Linked DNA regions of Mus musculus: region 1 is linked to region 2. Evidence: chromatin contacts called from public Hi-C data. All regions are on one chromosome and are shown on one strand. The core of a region is the stretch at or near the end of the contact, and the rest is flanking DNA. Distances in the headings are between cores, read along the strand shown. Region 1 holds the start of Pcdh18 (protocadherin 18). Region 2 has its middle 28 kb from the start of Gm23096.

Region 1 (3,348 bases), core at 844-3,343, 71 kb before region 2:
TGGAAGATGAAGTCATTTTCATAATATTTATGGGCAAGCACACTGCCTGGAGGAAGAGAAAGATTTGCTAAAGCATGGTGCTCTAAGCAAATGTAAGACGCATCCCATAAATGAAGATGACCAAGCCAAGGCATGCGTTGTGGCAGTATGCTTATCACATTCACAGATGAAAGTCCTCAAACTGATAGACTTAGATGTCTTTGGAATTCTCTCCCTAATTTTGAATAGTCACTAACTCCTTTTTTTGTTCCTTTGGCTTTTACAGAGAGGCTCTCTAAAGCCCGAACTGACATAATTATTGGCTCAGATTGTTAGCGACATAGGCCAGATGGCTGTGAGTTTCTAAAGTCCCAGTTGCTTATGGTAGTTTTCTGAGTTTGTCTATAGGGTTTGGGGATCAGCAATTTGAAAGGGTTGCAAACTTGTAAAATGGTGTTATTGGGGGGGCAGAGTGTTCATCAGAGTGACATAGCACTAAACACATTCATAGCAGACATCCTAGTCTGCACAATTTGACACACAGCACTGGTTTCTGGGGGTGGGAATGGGGGTGAGACAATGGCTCATAAAATGTTTTTGAATGCTTAGAATGAAGGAGAGTTTGTATTGGGGCTCTTCTCTGGTTTCTTCTTGGGGGAGTACCTTCTCTGTGACTATAGCTGAGTTCTGCTGAGAGTAAGCAAAGTGGAAAAATCAGAAAATTACTTTTTAAAAAAATGTGTTTCTGGGGGGCAAAATAGGAGAAAAATAAATGTCAAATAAGTTACATGGAGATTCTGTGAAGCACAGAATTTGCAAGTAGCTGAAGACAGCTGAGGGATAATGCAAAGGGGGGGTGGGGAGGGTGAGCAAGAATGGAGCCAGAGTGATAAACTTAAAAGGAGCCGCAGAGCAGAAGGAGCATCATAAATAATCATATTTCCCAATAAGAATACCATATCAACCCCGTGACCTGGATACAGCACCAACCTCCTGAGATATTTCCAGCACTCTGATGCACACAAAATGCAATTTTCAGCTCAGGCATTTTATTTCTCAGTGTAAACAACCTTTGGGTTTTTAAAATACATATCTGGAAACTGTTTTCATAAATAATGTATGTATTATAAAAATTTGACTTGTAAACTATTGAGTCCATGTCTCCTCAGAACTCATTGTGAAAACTCACTATGGGTAGATAGTACTCTATTGGAAGAATTCGCTAGGCGAAGGCTACCAATTTTACCCAAGCTATCAATTTTGCCCAAAATAAATAGGATTTTTTTAAGTGCAAGGCTATATATATATATATATATATATATATATATATGGAACAATTTTGCTCAAGCTAAAGAAAGGGCTGAAATAAGGTAGAATTTTTTTGCTAATTAGTTCCAAACTCTGAGGTGTTCCTTTAAATCTTGCTAATTAAGAGAAATCGGGAGTGCAAGATAGGCCCCTTTCTTATCTTCAAAGAGTAAAGATGAAAGAAAGCAGAAAATGAAACCTCTCCACTTGGGCTGTTCTTTAAAACAGAGCTCCAAGAAAATCGGCTTGCTGCTCCTTGGAGGAGAAAAGACCCGCCGAGGGGGAGGGGGTGTGTGCATAATTAGAAGCAAGTTTCCCCATTTTATTAAATTCCTCCACCGACAAAATTCACTTGGAGGTATTTTAAGTGAAACCAGCAGTTAAGGAACCCTGAAAAAAGCAAGATGATTACATGTTTGTAGCAGAAGAAAAGATCAATTAAGAAAACAAGAACTATTTAATGTGCCATATATAAATACAGGCGACCAGAAGTTGATTTAAAGTTTTTTTCTTCCTTTCTTTTTCCTTCCCTCCCGGTCTCCCCACCCCCACACCGCTCTCCTGCTGTAATTTGTCTCCCCTTTGTCGCGGCACGCTTGGAGAAAGTGGATGGAGATGGAGGAGGGGCGGGAGGGCTGAACCCCACCCCCGGCCGCGCTCCCGCGCCCCTAGCGGGTCCCCAACCCGCGCCCGCCACCCTCCCGCTCCCACCCTCCACGCGCGCCCTCCCTCGCTCCGGTGACTCCAGCAGCTTCGGATTTGGAAGCTCGCTGATTGGCTGGAAGCGATTCAACACACGCCAGGCAAAGAGCTTTGTCTGAGTTGAAGTGAAGTTGTAGAGATTTTCAGACTGGAGTCAGCAATCACCGGTGTTTAGTCTGCAGCGGAGCAGAGAAAAGGAAAGGGGGGAAAATCAAGAATCGCCCGGGAAACACAGACTGCAGACTCCGCCAGCACCCTGCAATAGATGGGGACGGAGTCCACGCGGGGAGCCAGGCCGAGGTGACACGCTGCTCCCAGCCAGGAGGACCAGCGGCCACCCCTACCAGGAAGGGACTTCACGCTCCTATCTGGAAGTCGCCAAACGGTGTGTATGAAAACTGAAGTTTGCGAGCTGTTTAATTGCTGTGTGATTAAGAGTCGCTTTCAAGACTCTGAGACCCGATGTGGCTTAGAGCTCTGAGTGGCTGGGAGGAAGTTGAAGGGATTGCTGGGCTCTTCTAACTCGCCCTGAGAAGGGAATCTAGCAACTGACCAATGCACCAAATGAATACTAAAATGCACTTTAGATTTGCACTTGCACTTCTGATGGCGTTTTTCAGCCACGATGTCCTGGCTAAGAATCTGAAATACAGGATTTATGAGGAGCAGAGGGTCGGATCGGTAATTGCTAGACTATCAGAAGATGTGGCTGATGTTTTATTGAAGCTACCAAATCCTTCTGCTGTTCGTTTTCGAGCCATGCCACGGGGGAATTCTCCTCTCCTGGTCGTAAATGAGAATACCGGAGAAATCAGCATAGGGGCTAAAATTGACCGCGAGCAACTATGCCAAAAAAACTTGAACTGTTCGATAGAGTTTGATGTGCTCACTCTGCCGACCGAGCATCTGCAGCTGTTCCACATTGAAGTGGACGTGCTGGACATTAATGACAATTCCCCCCAATTCTCGAGACCCGTCATTCCCATTGAGATATCGGAGAGCGCAGCAGTTGGGACTCGTATCCCCCTGGACAGTGCGTTCGACCCAGATGTTGGGGAAAATTCCCTCCACACCTACTCGCTCTCTGCTAATGATTATTTTAATATCGAAGTGCGAACCAGGACAGACGGGGCCAAGTACGCTGAACTCATAGTGGTGAAAGAGTTGGATCGGGAGCTGAAGGCTAGCTACGAGCTTCAGCTCACCGCCTCCGACATGGGAGTGCCTCAGAGGTCTGGCTCCTCCATCCTGAAAATCAGCATTTCGGATTCCAACGACAACAGCCCGGCCTTTGAGCAGCCTTCTTACACAATACAACTCTTAGAAAACTCCCCAGTTGGAACCTTGCTCCTTGATCTA
Region 2 (3,765 bases), core at 440-2,939:
AAATAATGCATATATCAATAATCATATATAATAAAATAATATGAGAAAAATATTCATTGACAATATTACTTACAAATTAAATCATTCTTTAAAATCTATATGAGGTTGACAAATTTTTTAAATATTTATTTTACAATATCTAGGATGTCCTATGGCATATGGTTTGAGATAAAGTACATCTTGTTAATGCAAATTTCAAATAGTTTAAGAACAACTTTGCTTCTGTTTGACAGGTATAGTCACATGAGAAGAAAGTCCTGATCATTCTGTATTTTTAGTATTGAAAGAAATTGTGGCCATTAACTGGCAACTTTTAAGAGTAAAATAAGTAGCTAATACCTCAAAGTGTTTTAAAAATATTTCAAGGGAATGTGTAGACAGTCAAACTAATGGCCAATTTTCTGCCATCGTTTCTATGGTAACAGCACTGAAGCCTAGCATTTAGTAGGTGCTGACTACTTGGCAAGTGTTGTTCTCACTATGTTCCCGCTCCCTTAATGGCATGATTGCCTGAGATCAGACCAGTGGCCTCATAGGGAAAGCAAGGTATGAACAACCAGGGGTGATGGAGACCTCAAGAGACAGACAGGTAAGCATAACAACTGCTCTCTGGAGGCAGGCTTCATTGGCCAGCTCCTTTATTTGTGGGGAATAATGGGTATTTAAATCTTCGGGAGTTCATAGAAGCTTTCAGGGTGAGTGTACATTATTGGTTGAGCTAAGGTGTTGGGGATGACTCATTTGCCTGAGGAGGAATTCCAGGGGCTTGCTGGACAGGGGAAGTTTAATCTATAACCTGGCCACCAAGCTATGTGACCATTTCAAGGGTGAGAAAGGTGGAGACCATAAGGCTATGTCCTAGGGTATATAATCCCAGAGATGTTTTTTCGGGGTTTGGACAAACCTCGACTGCACTCTTGACCTCACTCTTGCTCCAGGCTGGCTCGTCCATCAAAGGTCTCTCTCCCACATGAAAACGTCTTCCTATGTAATCTCCATGATTAGCATTCTATCCCCACTCCTATTCTCAGTCAATAGACAGCCAGTTTAGCAAACAAGAAGTTGAAGTAGAAAGAGGTTGAGTGGTTTTCTGAAAAATGTGATCAGTATGGCTCTGACATCAGAATTGTATTCAGTCTCAGAGTCCAGGTTCCAAACTATGCTTATCTATATTAAAGACTTCAATATTCATAAGGTGTTTGATGATAGCTGTACATACATGGAAGGTGGCTAAGGAATTTATTGTATGTGGTTCAAATATCCTGGAGGAATTAAAAATAGTGACTTAGTGTCCTTCTGTGTAGTAGTAATGCCTTGTCTCATTAGAAACTGTTCCTTGTTAGCCATGACCAAATCATTTTGTAAACCACTTTCATTTTTATTAAACAATGACATTTATAGAAATCAAAGCAACCCGTGTCTCTATATTTTCATCCACCTCCTCCCATGGATGCCCAGCAATGGGTCCATAGCAATAGGAGGCCAGGAAAGGGTATTTTAGTGACCTGACACTTGGTATCTAACCATTCACTGGTTACCCTTAGCAACATTCTAACAAGGCTATTTATTAATCTCCTCCCACATCACTTCCTCTGAAGTCTCTAGGAAGGAAGGAAGCCACGCTCAACGGAACTCTTCTCTGAGTACACACTGTGCTCCTGTCTGCCTAAGATATTAATCACTCTTCTCATAAACCTTTTACCCCCAAAGAACAATATACTTCAGTGTTTTCCCGAACTGTAAACCTGAAACCGTTCACCCTAGAGGCAACAAAGACCTAGGACAAAGAGGAGCTATGTCCTGAACAGAAACTTCTACAGAGCCACTTCAAATAGCAAGTCATCTGGGAGAGGCACAAAACAAAGGAAGAGAATCAGACTTATTCCATGATGACAACACTGGCCTTGGGTAGTTAGCCTGGCCCATGATGAAATCTGCCCAGAAGTCTGACTGAGGCCAGGGCATAGGATGTGTTCATTCTTCTAGAACAGTGCTCTCAAGGCAAAGCACAATATGTGCTGAGCAGCAGAGAGGAGAGCTTGCCAGCACAGCTTACAGAGGGAGAAAGGTCTTATAAGCATCTACAAGTGCAAGATCAGAAACACAGCTTTGAGGGGCAGCTGTGAGAACTCCAGAGCAGCACACAAGTGCAGAAAGTAGACTGCTGGGTATATTTAGAAGGAGAGAAACAAAACCACATGAAAACTATAAACAGATCAGTAAGACTCAAGATTGTGGCTGATGCTTGGTGCAGGGACCTAAACACTCATTTTGTCTTTCTACCTTTTGTATTGGAATTTTCATCTTAACTTTTCTTGTTCACTTATTGTGTACTGTTTACCCATGGAATGATCCTCAGTGACCTCATCTGGGCATAAAGAGCCTGAAATATCCACTGGGAATTTAGGGTGCAATCAGCAGGTGGTCTGTAATCACCTTGTTAGAGAGTGATTCAGAGGCCAGGAGAATTAAGTTCATACACTCAAATTGTGTGTTAAAAGTGACACTGTGTGGCCTGGCCTTTGTCACTGTTGTCAGATTGGTGAATTACAGGAAGAATCCAGTGTCCTAGGTTTCTTCCCTTCTAATCCTTGGCATGTCCACCTCCCTCTCTCCATGGTGCTTTCATAAACATATGTTGCTGTAGAGACTGCTGGAAAAACTTTTGAAGCGGTGGTGGTGCTGCTGGTGGTTGTGAATGTGTGTGTGTGAGAGACTGCTCACGCAATGGCCCATCAGCAAGCATGTGGAAAGCTTAGCAGGACATCCAGTGTCTTGTTATACTGCCTTCAACCTGATGGTCTTGAAGCAGAGATTGGACTGACCTGGAAGCTCACCACTTCAGCTACCCTGTGTGGTCAGTCAGTTCCCAGGGCTTTGTGGTCTTGGGTTACAAGCAAGCACAGGTATAGGCACACCCAGCTTCTTTTGTCCTAAGATTTATATTTTATTGTGCGTGTGGCGGGGGCAGGGGTGTCTGTGTATGTGTCTTGTATGCATGTTAAGTGTGTGTGAATGATGTATGTATGTAAGTGCGTGTGCGTGTGCGTGTGCGTGTGCGTGTGTGTGTGCGTGTGTGTGTGTGTGTGTGTGTGCGCGTGTGCGTGTGCGTGTGCGTGTGCGTGCAGGCACATGAGAACAGATACGCACCAAGGTTAGAGGCTTTGGATTCCACAGAGATGGAGTTACAGGCAGTTGCCAGCTGCTAGACACAGGTTCTACAGCTAAACTTAAGTCTTCTGAAGAGCAGTACAAGCTCTTTAGGATGGGGCTATCTCTCCAACCTGACGCCCTCCATCAAATTCAGACATTTATGCTTGTACACTAGAGCCTGTGCTGAGCTGTATCCCTAGGTTTGTAAGGGAGCGTTTGCTGTTGTTTTGATTCATTTGATCTTTGCATTTTAAATGAAGACGTCTATTCATAGTATTTAATCAGAGAGTATTCTTTGGAATTATTACGGAAAGGTTGCTGTCAGGAAAGAATAACATTAGAGGAGGACACCATGCAATAATGTGCCCTTTTGTCTAAGAAGAAGTCACTTTTCCACTACTCAAGTTTGTTGCTTAGAGAGAAGCGGCGTGCTCAATTCTTCACGTTTTCTAAATAAACCCCACTGGTTTTGTCTAAATGGAAACTTTATTTCAGAGAGAATGTGTTCTTAATGTTTTTTATTTTCCACTGCAACAATAACTTGTCAAATGGGAAAATAAATCTTTTAGGATCTGTAATGGGCTATTCATTGTATTTCAAACATGTATATAG

What was found. A called contact is a pair of places that touch in the nucleus more often than the background predicts.
Region 1: a Hi-C map of nephron progenitors shows a contact between it and region 2, with 2.8 times the contacts expected there. The contact joins the promoter of Pcdh18 here to the enhancer-like site in region 2. A contact is called at or near these places in 4 of 484 Hi-C or Micro-C datasets (nephron progenitors, stem cell-derived neural progenitor cells and uterus) and 2 of 9 other capture datasets (adipose tissue and liver).

The regions. Positions count from the first base shown.
Region 1 is chr3:49,756,061-49,759,408 of GRCm38.p6, reverse strand. Pcdh18 (protocadherin 18) reads left to right here and starts at 2,093. Exons shown (of 4, transcript NM_130448.3): 1 at 2,093-3,348. The coding sequence starts at 2,545.
Region 2 is chr3:49,684,590-49,688,354 of GRCm38.p6, reverse strand. No RefSeq gene overlaps it. Among named protein-coding and RNA genes, the nearest start is that of Gm23096, 28 kb to the right of the region's middle. Within about 2 kb of position 1,689, at least 19 of the 459 cell types and tissues checked have an H3K27ac peak or open chromatin away from gene starts, as enhancers often do. A contact at or near this core is called in nephron progenitors and stem cell-derived neural progenitor cells, where this site is marked.